Regions from separate parts of the Mus musculus genome. Here regions 1 and 2 are each linked to region 3. The links are chromatin contacts, called in public capture Hi-C and promoter capture Hi-C maps. All regions are on one chromosome and are shown on one strand. The core of a region is the stretch at or near the end of the contact, and the rest is flanking DNA. Distances in the headings are between cores, read along the strand shown.

What was found. Promoter capture Hi-C pulls out the DNA fragments that hold promoters and counts their contacts. Capture Hi-C pulls out chosen DNA fragments and counts their contacts.
Region 1: a contact with region 3 is called in a capture Hi-C map of embryonic stem cells, with 2.6 times the contacts expected there. The contact joins the promoter of Lypd2 here to the promoter of Ly6h in region 3. A contact is called at or near these places in 1 of 39 promoter capture datasets (hippocampal neurons), 2 of 115 datasets of contacts at active chromatin or transcription factors (astrocytes and embryonic stem cells) and 1 of 9 other capture datasets (embryonic stem cells).
Region 2: a contact with region 3 is called in a promoter capture Hi-C map of embryonic stem cells, with 4 times the contacts expected there. The contact joins the promoter of Lynx1 here to the promoter of Ly6h in region 3. A contact is called at or near these places in 1 of 39 promoter capture datasets (embryonic stem cells) and 1 of 115 datasets of contacts at active chromatin or transcription factors (forebrain).

The regions. Positions count from the first base shown.
Region 1 is chr15:74,731,887-74,735,923 of GRCm38.p6, forward strand. Lypd2 (Ly6/Plaur domain containing 2) reads right to left here and starts at 2,427. Exons shown (of 3, transcript NM_026671.1): 1 at 2,344-2,427; 2 at 1,081-1,200; 3 at 366-653. The coding sequence starts at 2,401. The coding sequence ends at 448. It overlaps Gm33124 (a long non-coding RNA gene), which reads left to right and starts at 2,995. Exons shown (of 3, transcript XR_384182.2): 1 at 2,995-3,031.
Region 2 is chr15:74,750,211-74,754,311 of GRCm38.p6, forward strand. It overlaps Lynx1 (Ly6/neurotoxin 1), which reads right to left and starts at 2,769. Exons shown (of 4, transcript NM_011838.4): 1 at 2,675-2,769; 2 at 1,645-1,827; 3 at 1,333-1,434; 4 at 1-1,217. The coding sequence starts at 1,696. The coding sequence ends at 1,021.
Region 3 is chr15:75,564,789-75,568,972 of GRCm38.p6, forward strand. It overlaps Ly6h (lymphocyte antigen 6 complex, locus H), which reads right to left and starts at 2,394. Exons shown (of 4, transcript NM_011837.3): 1 at 1,975-2,394; 2 at 1,344-1,471; 3 at 795-911; 4 at 1-553. The coding sequence starts at 1,976. The coding sequence ends at 318.

The sequences.
Region 1 (4,037 bases), core at 1,177-3,676, 830 kb before region 3:
CTGAAGGACATGGAACCTCCTGTCTTCACTTTCCTCTTCTCCGGGCATGGGGTGTTCTTAACAGCAACTGGTCATGGCACACTAGTCTAGGGCCAGAGGGCCAGCCAAGTTGTATGCAGATCCCCACATAGCCTGCACCCGTGATGGAGAGAGCGTGGTTCCAGCAGGAGAGGGGAGCCTTTCCCAGTAAGCTTCTCCTCTAGCCCTGCCTCTGCCCACTTACCAGGCTCCCTACAGGTCCTAAGAGCTAGAAGGAGACAGGAGAGACTCACTGAGATAGGGTTGGAGTCAGAGATGTAGCATGGATGCCCCTCTCCCTGCCCACAAGGCAGATCAGTACCCAGAAACGAGACTCAGGAGACCCATGCAGATGGCCATTGTATTTCTTCTAGGCATTAGGGAACTGGGATGTCAGGGACAAGGGAGTGGAGCTAGATGGCCATGGCTTTACAGCAGGACACCCAAGAGCAAGAAAAGTGCCAGGGCAAGGAGCAGGCCACCAGGACTGCCCAGGCTGGGTGCCCCATCCACGTTGCATAGGTCAGAATTGCAGCAGGACACTGGCCGGGTTTGCCCAATGCCATCCACATCCGAAGGCTCACACTTGCTGGCGCAGGACTTGGTCACCGTGGAGTCCCCCAGGAAAGGGAAAACTGTAGGATGCACAAAGTGTCAACCTGAAGGACCATTCCTTTACTACCTCTGTACCCCAAGCTCAGGGACCACCCACTCTGGGATCAACCACCCCACTAGCCTAGATTCCCCTTTCTCTAGGACCACTGAAGCCTTTGATGTACAAGGGACACCTATGGCATCTTGAATTGGTCTGTGGGAGGATTTGTATGTTATATAGAATGTAAAACACAAGTTGTAAGACAGCTTTACAAGGACTTCCAGAAAAACTTCAGGGGCCTCCCATGATGAGGGGAGAGGGGGAAGGGTGGGGGCTAATGGCCTGGACAGAAAGTCTCTTGGCAGAAATGGTGGGATGATGGTGCAGGCTGTGTGGGGACCCAGATGGTCAGGGATCCGTGGTCAGAAAAGGGGATCCCAGTTCTGTCCCACGCAGATCCTACTGACCAATCTCCAGGGAGTAGAGCGTAGTCTTGCACATGGTTTCATTGATGTGGCAGTGGGTGGTGGTGACACAGTTGGATGCACTCACAGGATTCGCACAGGTGTAGCACTGTAAGGCCATAGCTAGGAGAGGAGGGATGAGAGGGCAGTGAACAGGCCTTCCTGTCTCAAAAGCCCAAAATGTCTTCACCCAATGTCCTGCTCTGCCATGGAGGCTTAGTCTCAGAAGACAAGGACACTAACCAGGGACCAGATGCCCACTAACCAAGCTCAGGGGAGACAACATGACCATTGAATCAGGGTCTTACAGAATGTGCCCCTGGAATAGTGGGCTCAGCCTGGGACCAGGATGGGGACAGCTGATTTGGAATAATCATCAAAACACACACACACACACACACACACGCACACGCACACGCACACGCGCACACGCACACGCACGCACACGCGCACACGCACACGCGCACGCGCGCGCACACACACGTACATTCACGCGCACACCACAACCGCAGATCGGTGTGAGCAGACATTGTTAAGGCAGACGCCCTTGCACTTCCTCATCACCAAATGCCCTTCTGCTGAAGTGCTGCCTGTCATGGGGGTCAGACAAGCAGGTCCTTGGAACACTGGGTGGGAGCTGCACAGAGGAGTTCACAGGTACCAGCTTGGCAAAGGTGTCTTCCCTGAGGGGAGGGCTGCGGGTGTAGAGCCTGGCTGGAAGGCACTGTACAGTCTTGCTAGCATTCCAGACCCAATCCCAGAAGCCCCAGGAAGCCTAGCTTGTCTCCAATCAATTCAGACACACAGGGAAGTCATCCCTCCCCCAACCCCACACAGACAGTGACCTGGTAGGGCCTCTGCCTCTGGTTCAGTCAACCTCTCCAAGAACTGTATGGAACAGCCTGGCTTGAGCCCTCATCACTGAGCACATAACGGGCTGACAGTCAACATCATGTCGCCACTTGTTTGTCTCACCCTGTCTCTGGATATTTCTGGATGTCCTTTCCCCAATTACATGTCCATCATATCCAGAGTCCCAGGCCATCTGCCCCAGCATCCGAGATCTCCCCTCTTCTCCTGCTGAAAGGCTTGCACTAGCAAACACACCAGTATCCTGAGGCTCTCCGCTGGCACCTAGGGCTTTGGTGCCGGCTTCTGCCCGCCTGGCCGGTCCCGGCTCAGCGTTCTCCTTCTCTGAAACTCCCCCATGAGAAACTCTCTCTGAGAATAGTCCTGGGGCCCGCTCCCGTGCTCCCCCATGCTCACCAAGCTCCCCGAAGGTGCCCAATATCAGTGCCAACAGCACCATCCAGGTCCCCTGCATGGTCGAGGTCCTCACTCAGGCCTGCCTGGTGGGGAAATGCCTACAGCGGTGGTCTGACCGGTTGGCTAAGCAGATTAGAGGAGGATCAGATTTCTGGAGGGCCTGCCCTGCTTCCTCACCCACACCCCATTCCCCAGGGCTCCCTGGGGCTCCCTCGGACCCTACCCAGCCCTCTCAGACTGTTCGAGCTCCACCCCTCAAAGCTGCTGTTCCACCCTTCCCAGGCCCCTCTCCTCCCCATAGGTTATGGGTCGTCTTTCTTTTCCCACTGGGGACCCTTCCACACCACCCTACAACTCCTAGCCAAGAAAATCTTCCAGATTCCTTCTTCCAGGACAGGTCAGGGGTCTTCAGGCTGCACAGAATGGGACAATGGGAGCTGGGCTCTCCTGCACTTTTCCAGCTGTGGTAAAGAGCTTTTACCTTGTGGCCTTCTCCAGAGCTTTGGCCCAGCAGCTCTTGGATGGAATCTTTCCAAGATGATCTTGCACCTCCCAGCTCCTCTGAAGTGGTCAGGGGGAAGGTGGGGTGTGCCAAATTGCCACTGACAACCAGCCCAGAGTTTACTCAAAGGCCTAAGGAACAAAGACAGAACTTGCTTGATCAACAGGAAGGTGTTTTGGAGGATGGGTGAGCTGGGGAGGCCCAGGGTTGCTTTGGGGGACACTGTTTCATGTTTCCTGGAGGGCCATCCACTCTCGGCTTGTCTGCACACCTTGATCTCCAATGGCTCATAGGCTGATCTTAGGCAGGACTTTCCTGGGCCCCTCCACCTCCTCCTTCCTCTCTCCACTGAAGGTCAAGAGGTAGGGACAGCAATTCGAAACCCGTGGGTCTTGATCCCTTTGTCAATCCTCTATCTTTAAAAAAAAATTACATTATGATTCATAACAGTAGCAAAATTACAGTTATGAAGTAGCAACAAACATAATTTTAAGGGTGGGGGTCACCATAGCATCAGGTCTGCCTGTCTGTCTGTCTGTCTGTCTGTCTGTCTGTCTCTCTCTCTCTCTGTGTGTGTGTGTGTGTGTGTGTGTGTGTGTGTGTGTGTGTGTGTGTGTGTGTGTGTGTATGTGTAGAGTGTAGTGTCCTTGCCCTAGACAGAATGCTATGACAGGGATCCCCATGACCTGGCAGCACCTGGCTCGTCCTGATTTCCCACAGGTATCTTCCTAGAGTAGCTTGTCCCAGCTGAGACATGTAGGGGTGGGGAGCATATCTACCTGCCTGACTCTGCTAGTGGTAAAGACCACACTGTTGCTGGGCTTCCCAGGTGTCTCTTTGTCCAGCATCCCAACCTTACTCCTACTCTGGCTTTGTTCTTGTTATGCCCCCAGCAAGGTATGTCCACTCTTGCCACTGCCCTCAGGAGCTCCACTGGGGTCTGGCTTCACCCTGCATGGGAAGGTCCTCATTTGCCTAGGCTCTGGACCAACCTCTGTACTTCCCAGGGCTTTCCTAGCCTGGCATGAGTCAGACGCTCAGCCTGCCAACTGTATTTTTCCTTGTGACAGTTCTGGAGGGACAGAGCACTAATTAATTTTAGAGTGGATAAAGAAACTAGGTTCTGAGAAGTTAATTGACTAAGACAAGGTCACCTAGCAAGCCGGGTGGCATCCCAAGCCTGTCTGATTTT
Region 2 (4,101 bases), core at 1,519-4,018, 810 kb before region 3:
GTGTCTCCTAAATCTAGGCTGGGTTCTCCTGAGACTTGGTACCCAGCAGTCTGTGGCCACAATAGACTTCACAGGCAGTCATCACCTAGCACTCGGCTTGGCTCCCTGTATATTTGTCTCCCGGGAATGTAACAAGAGACTGAAGGATGTAGGAGCTGCCTACGGGACCTGGGAAGCCACTGGCTGAAGTCTGTTTCCCTGTCTCAGTCGCCCTACTGCCCTGCTCTGACCTGCGTCTGATCCCTTCTTGCCATGCCCAGAATAACAGGCCAGACAAAAAATAGCATGGGTCACCTGCTCCCAAGTCCCTGCCAACTTCAAGGCCCAGCAGCTGGTGTGTGAATGAAGGACTGTAGTGGAGGTCAAGGGGCCTGCTGAGCTGGGGCTGGAGGGATTTCAGTGGCCTATGGAAATGACGCCGTTGCTAGGAACCCTTGGCCAATGGCTATCCCAACATCAGGTCTGGCAGAGTTCCTCAGATAAGTGGAAATGACAAAGGGCTTCCTCACATGGCTTCCACATCACATTTGCTCTGGCAAGCCGCGCTGATCTTCGGAGACAGCCCTGCTGAGTCTTTCTCTGCTTCTAGCCAGCTCGTTATTCTCCGCCGCTCTCCTCCCCTCACCTCTAGCAGACCCATCCTCTACTGGGTAGACTGAGGCAGGGTTCTGAAGGTGGAGTTTGGCTACTAATTCTATCAAATCAGTGCTCCTTGACTTGAGTGATGACCCCTCCTCCATAAACATTCTCCCAGATGCCCCTGATCTTGGGTAGAGGAGAAGCCCAGCCTGCCCCACCCATGGGTGGGCACATTACAGGTCCACATGTCAGCCTTCTGAAAATGACCTTGGAGTGAGGTATCTGGATGCCATCAGTTCTTTCGTAGGTAGCCATGGGACCTCGTGGTAGTTGAGGAGTGTCAGAAGGAAGAGCGTTGGGTGGAGTGAATTGGGAGAGAGAGGGAAACTGTGTTTTTTGAGAGTGTTGCGTTTGAGTGGATCTGGCTTGGGGAACCGAGCTTTACAGCAAGCTCCAGAAGGTAGCTAGGAGTGCTGGGACCAGGGCCAAGGTCACCGGGGTAGCAAAGCCAGCACCGTTGCAGAGGTAGTACTGGCAACAGGAGGTGGCAGATGCATGCTTGGAATAGCCATCGTACACGGTTTCAAAGCAGCTGGGGACACAGGACTTCCTCACCTTCATCCGGTATGGGGTGAAGTCTGCAGGGGACAGACACAAGAAGGTTACAGAAGAGAGGATCAGAACCTTGGATAGCCCAGTCTTAGCTTGTCCACCAGTGCAGGTAGAAGCCTCCCTCCAGGATGCCAGACTCACAAGTTCGTGTGGTCATACAGTAGGTGGCCATGGCTGGGCAGCGCATGGGTTTGAAGCAGTTGTCTCCATTGTAGGCACACACGTGGCACTCCAGAGCCTGGGCTGTGGATGAGGATGGGGATCAGAGAGCAGGAAGAAATCCTTTTCCTGTCAGTCAGACCCCAGCTGTCTCCAGGCAACCTCCCACTTCCACTGGCGGCCAGATCAGGACATCCAGAAGGGGAGAGAATTCTGGCCAGCCTGCCCTTTCTCCACCCACCTTTTCCCAGGGTCAGGCTTCAACCGGGTCCCTCTAGCCTCTGTCCACCTTACCCACAGGCAGGCCCATCAGGGCCACCAGGAACACTGTGAGCAGATGGGTCATGACGGAGACGTGAGGGCAGTGCCAGAGTGAACAGGAGGTCAGCAGCTGGTCCAGGATCCAGCTCAAGCCAGGGAGGAAGCAGGGCACAGAAGCCCTGCCTGAGCTCTTGGTCTCTTAGAGATAAAACATCCCTGCATAGACGATGACAGAGATTTGTAATGACAGCTGGGCTGGGGCGGGCACAAGAGCCCTCCCAGCTCAGTGGGTGTCACTGATTTCCAGTTACCTGGAGATGGGAGGAGGGAGTGGGATATGGAGCATTCCGACCAAAAGCAAGCAAAAAGGGAGGGCGGAGGGAGCTAAAGACGGGGAAAAATGGGCAACATCAATGAAAACCAGGAAGTCCCAGAGTCCTTGAATGCCAAACACAAAGAGAACTTCACCCAGGGGGTCTTTTTTTTTTTTTTTTTTTGCAGGGGATACTTGGCATGCAGTCTCTTCCTGGCAAAGCCCAGAGTGCAAGAGGCTTGCCAAAATAAGACTGGAAGCCAGGTTTGGACTCTTCGTGGGGCAGGGGTCCTTCTCGCGTTTGCTCTCACTGCGTGAAGTCTCCCCAACCCCCGTGCGCAGAGAAGTGCAGGGCTGTGTGACTCCTTCACCACAGGGGAAGGGGCCGGACGATGCTTGCCCGAGACAGAGCTCCGTAGGCTGGGTCTGGTGTTTGGGACTGTTGGAGGGGGATGTGAACTAATACTCTCCTCCCTGCCTATAGACTCGGGCCGGCCCTTGCTGTAGGGGTACCAAAATACCCTCCCGGAAGACAACCCACCCTTTATGACCCATTTTCTAGGTGCCAGCCCGGGATGCTGAAGTCCTGCCTCAGGCCTGGCCTGAGGCTCGACTGAGCCTGCCCCATCTCGGGGAGCTCCGCCCGAAAGACTGCAGTCTTGCTTGGAAGGACTCCCAGGGCGGGCTGGGTGTGGAGTGACCTCGCCCTTGCCCTTCACCACCACGATCCCTATCGTCATGGAAACTCACCCCTGGCCGCTCCCAGGTCCCTCCTGCTGTCTAACTGGGAATCTGTACACACTTCGTGCGGTGTTGGTACCGCATCGCAGGCAGGCCAAGTAGGCTCCGCCGGGGCAACAGATCCGCAGTGCCTGCTCACGACTGGCCCCGCCCACCCCGCCCCCAGGACACACGCTCCGCCCCGGAGACCGCTCAAACCCCGCCCCAGCCTGCCTTCTGTAGGCTCAGTCTCCGGGATAAACTCTTTCTGGTAATGGACCTAGTGAGCAAAGCCTGGGCATCGCTGGGCATCAGAATGCACCTACTCATGTGAAGATTCCCAGTAGCGACCCAGAGGAGAGTATACACCTCCTGAAAATTCTCCTCAGGTTTTGCCGTAGCTCTCCTCATCCCTGCTGCCCTGCCCCCACAGACCAAGCTGCACTGTGTGGGCATGCTGACTCTGGGAAGAGGCACTACCTGGAGAAGGACCTCACCGCACCTCTGCCCTTACTTGGGATCCATAGCAACGCTTTCGAGCAAGCCTTAGAGGAATCCAATGGCTGACAAGCAGTTCTTACCATCAAAAGTGTGCCACTAAATAATTGCTCTATGTAGCTAAAATTCATTTTATTTTTATTGTGTTTCAAAAGCAGCCAAATTTTAATAGTTCTTCACGAATCCTACTTTTTTTCCTGTTGTGGGAGGAAGAAAATAAAGTCTGTAGTAATAGCGAAGAGTGCATAGGGCATTCTTCCAGCAGGTGCATGCGCACATACATACAAGGGGCCTTAGAACTAAGACAAACACACCAGAGGAGTAGGAGCTGGGAGGTAGAGGCAGGTGGATTTCTGTGAGTTCAAGGCCAGCCTGGTTTACAAAGGAAGTTCCAGGGCAGCCAGGGCTCGTTACACGGAGGAACCCTGTCTTGAAAAAAAAAACAAATAAAAATAAAAACAACGGAGACAAACAACCAATAAACTCTAGTCCTTGAGAAAACATACCCGTTCCTCCAAACCATCCACAAAGACCGTGTGGCAGTGCGCAGAAATAAGATCGGCTCCCATAGAGTCATATGCTTAAATATTTGGTCCCCGATGTGGGCAGGGGGTGGGGACTAAAAGGTGTGCTCTTTTTGGAGGAGGTGTGCAGGTGGATGAAGCATCAATCCTGCATGGGGGTGGGGGAGAGAATTGAGGCTGAGCTCTCAGCTCTTCCTGCCTCCGTGCCTTTGCTCCTCCACTCCTGGGCTCCACCTTTCTGAAATGGTAAGCCAAAATTAAATGCTGTCTTTTATAAGTTGCCTTAATCGTGGTGTTTTGTCCCACCAATAGAAAAGTAATTCAGAATCTGTAGATTTCTTTTGGCAAGATAGCCATTTTTACAATGTTGATCCTGCCAATCCATGAGCATGGGAGATCTTTCCATCTTCTGAGATCTTCTTTAATTTCTTTCTT
Region 3 (4,184 bases), core at 1,144-3,643:
TCAGGCCAGGCTGTTGGGCTGTCCCTGGCTTGACCTCCCTCCCCTTGGAGACCTGGAGGGTCTCAGTCCCTTGCCCTCCCCCTCCCCCCTACCCCAGCTTCCTGCCAGGATGTCTGGACTCCTGGAGATATTCAGCTGCTTGGGATATGGAGCTGGTGGAGAAACGGAGAAGGCTCACTCACATCTAGGGAGGTTGAGAGCCTCAGACCTTGATGCCAAACCCTTGCTGTCCCAGCCCCAGCCAGGCCAGGCTGGGGAGGGGCAGCAACAGGCTTAGGGGACAAGCTCCAAAGCCCAGCAGGAGGGAGGGAGGGGTCTTAGGGCCCAGCCCAGAGAAGAGCAGGCCCCAGGCTGAGCAGGAGCCCCCCAGCCAGGGCCCAGGGGCTGCGTCCTGCGACCGATGCCCCGTTGCACAAATCTTTCTCGCAGCAGTCCACGTCGACTTTTAAGATCCCAGAGTTAATGAACCCCATCAGATAGTCTGAGAAAAAGTGCCGCTTAACGAAGTCGCAGGAGGAAGCACACATCTTGTTCACAGAATGATCCTTCCTGCCTGGGGGGAAAGAAGGAAGGCATGGGGGCTAAGGTCCACTTCCATCTGAGCTCTGTCCCTTCCCTAGAACCCAGGACCCTCCAGATCAGTTTAAGACGTGGAACCAGGGAGGAACAAGCCAGTGTTGTCTTGCCTCAAAGTCATGATCTTGTCCCAGGGAAGAGGAACTCAGAGGACACCTCTGATCTCTCCCTAGATCTAGCTTTCAGTAGCCCCGCCCCCTCACCCGGTCCAGGCTTACTGCTGCTGGGGTCGGTGATCCGCACGCTGGCACAAACGGTATCGGTGGGCTGGCACTGCTTCGGAGCGCAATGGCTGGAATTGGCCAGGGTGCAGTCCTGGCACCACAGGCCATGGGCTAGGCAGGGCATGAGAGAGGGATAACCAGGGGAACCCGAGTCTGGACAGCCAGACCCTACACCCCCTCTTCCCCAACCTGCTGCAGCTATCACGGCAGAACCATGCTCACAGAAGAGTTCACTCCCACAAGACCCAGAGTGGGCCTCCAGGTTGACCCTGTGCTGTGCCTACACATCCTGCCTCCCGCATCCTCTTACTCCTACACACAGCACCCCCAAAGATAGGTAGGTTCCAAGACAGGAAAGGTCCACCCGACTTAATAGGAAGCTCGCTGAACCTCTGAGAATGAGGGACATCTGCGCAGTACTAGAAGAAAGGTGGAAAGGCGCTGGATGCCCTCGAGTGTGGGGAGAGCCCCCGGTGGCTGGAGCTGAGATCTAAGAGTGGTGCTTCCCGTGATATGACCCCTCCCCGCGGGCCCCCGACTCACCCGGCGAGGGGCAGAGAAGCAAGGCCAGCAGCGCCAGACCGAGGCTCTTCATGGCTGCAGGCAGCATGCTCCGATAGGGCCTGAAAGAGGCGCGGGGGCTGCAGGCGGGGGTCCTCTGGGGCGCAGGCCTGGAGGGGAATAGCCTCGGTCAGAGGACCCAACCCTAAACACCCTTCCCTTTTCTGGCCTGAAGATGTAACCATCCCCCAGGAATCAAAAGCGCGCGGGGGGGGGGGGGGAGGTCCAGGAGCTCGCAATGCCCCACCCCCAACCCATCACCGGGAGCATCCACCATCACAGCCTCCCCTCCAGGGAAAAGAGGTCTGCCCTCTCCGGTGAGGTGGCCACCCGAGGTCCCCGCAGCCTTCGCCCTGCACCTGCGTGGGGAGATTGTCTTCTCTCCCCAAGGAGCTGTAGGTGCGTCCGGACAGGAAAAGCGGGAGGAGGGAGCGCACCTTACCTGCCGGCGGGGGAGGGTTGCGCGCCGCGTCCCCGTCCTCGTCCCCACCCCTGGGCTGGGGGGCCGGGAACCCCGCGCCGAGTCCCCTCCCCTGGTCCCCGCGCGCGCGCCTCGGCGCTCACCGCGAATCGGGGCGTGGAGTGCGGGCCTCGGGGTGGGGGGCGCACTCACATCCCTGGGGTGTCCGCACTCCGGGCTCAGCGGCGGGCACGGCGCGGGGAGCGATGCCCTTCGGTCTCCCTGCGGACCGGAACCGGGGCGCAGCTTCGTCTTTCGGGGAACGCAGCCGCAGACGCGGACCCCGCGCGAGGGGCGGGGCGGAACCGGGGCGGGGGCCTCGCACAGCTGGGAGACGCGCGGGGTGGGGGGCGCCCAGGGCTGGAGGCCACTCAGCAGGTCGCCCTACCCGGCCTCGGCGCCTTTCGTCCGCGCGCAACGCCCCTTCTAGGTCTCCCGCTCCTGCTCCCGCCGCAGCAGCCCCCCACCCTTTTCCACCTCCCTACCCGGCGTGGGAGGATCCTCCCACTCTGCTTGGCCGAGGTCCCTTGCAGATTCTCGGAAGAGCTTTGGCTGCTAAAGGAAGCAAAATGCACAAAGACGCAGCGAAAGAGGGAAGCGGAGAGGTAGGGCTGTGGGGTTCAGACGCCCAGCCTTGGGGCTCCTCCCTCCCCAGCATCCACCTCGCATCCGATAGTTCCAGCCAATTCTACTCCTAAGAGTGCCCATGACGACGCCCACCGGCAACTCAGCCCTAGGGACTTTTGTTACCAACCACACCCACACACAGAGATGACAATCCTGGCCCCTGTGTAAGGATCACACCAGGTTCACACCTTGGGCTCCTGCTCCCCCCCTGCCCTTCCAGCTCTCTTGGGCTCAGGGTAAGCCACAGCTCCCTTCGCTCCCTTGTCACACAGGAGGAAAGGTGTTCCGTGTTCAAAACCCTAGGCCCTGGAAAAAGCAGCTAGCACACCTTGGATTCTGCCCGCCCGCCCCACCCCCACCACAGAACCTCATACCAGACAAATGACTGTCACTAATACCAAGTCCTTGCTAGATGTGACAACCTCTGCTGTCAGTCTGAGCGTATAGTCTGTTCTCTTTGATCTAAACAGCACATTATAGATGCATGTTGCCTTGGTGTCTCGGTGTTGAGTTACAGGTAAGGAGAACACTTAGCAATAGAGCCTCCTCCTGCCCAGGGTCACACAAGTCACCAGGTGATCAAACAGCGTGAGCACTTGAGTAGTTCACAAGTGCTGAGGAATAGAGGGACTAGACACTTTGAAGAAGGGATCTAGATGAAGAGAGTGCCGAGGATAAGAATTAGTTCATACACAATTCTCTGCAAAAGAAGTCCCGCACTCCACTCCATTGTGGAGCCCAGAGCCAGCCTGCCATCAGACTGGGGTGAGAGCAGCTGTGCCTGAGCCTGCACTCAGGTTGACAGGCTGAGCTATAGTATGGATTCTTGCAGAGCAGAGGCTTGGTGAGGCTTCTAGGTAAGAAGTGTTTTTAGGGGAGTAAATGGTCCTTGAACCCCTGTTCATCATGCCGCAGCTTGAAAAGGCAGGCGGCCTGACTAGATTTCCCTCAACACTAACAAACCTCCTCGAACACAAAGCCAATGTGCTTATTAAGACATGCTAGAAGAAGAAACACACAACCCCAAGCCAAACCGCAAGTTTACCTGACAGAAAGAAACTTCGCTCACATGAAAAAAGACCAATGCAGGCCTTAAAAGGACTCCCAGGAAAAGGAGGTGATCACTGAAAAAGAAATCTGGGGGGGCGGGGGGGAAGCAACAAACACCCTACATGTCACACCCTTTTATTTACATGAAATGCCCCAAAGTGTAAGAATCCAACAAAGACAGAAAGATTAGCCAAGTACAGGGAGGGAAAGGAATGACCGGCTTGGGACACGACTAATCATTTTGTAGTAATGAAATGCCCTAAAATTAGATTCTGGTGATGGATACACAACTTTATTAATACACTAAAAGTCACTGAAATGTATTCAATAAAGAATGAGTTGTGTGGTATGTGATATATTGTATCTTAATAAAGTTGATGTTTAAAAAAGAAAAACAACTTAGCACAGAGTTAAATTAGCCAGCAAATTAGACACAGATGAAGAGGGAATTTATGAGCTGGAAGACAAATTTGAAGAAATCATCAGGAAAGGCTAAGGATATAATTCAGTGGTAGGACTCCTGCCCACAAGAGATCAATGATGTAACACAAAATAAGAAGTTTAGAACCACAAAAGATTGTGTGCAGAGAGCTAAGAAAAGTCTAATTGAAATTCCAGTGATGGTGTTTAGAGACAGTCTACTTAAAATAAGTCAGAACTGGTGAAAGATAAGTGTTGGTAGAGAT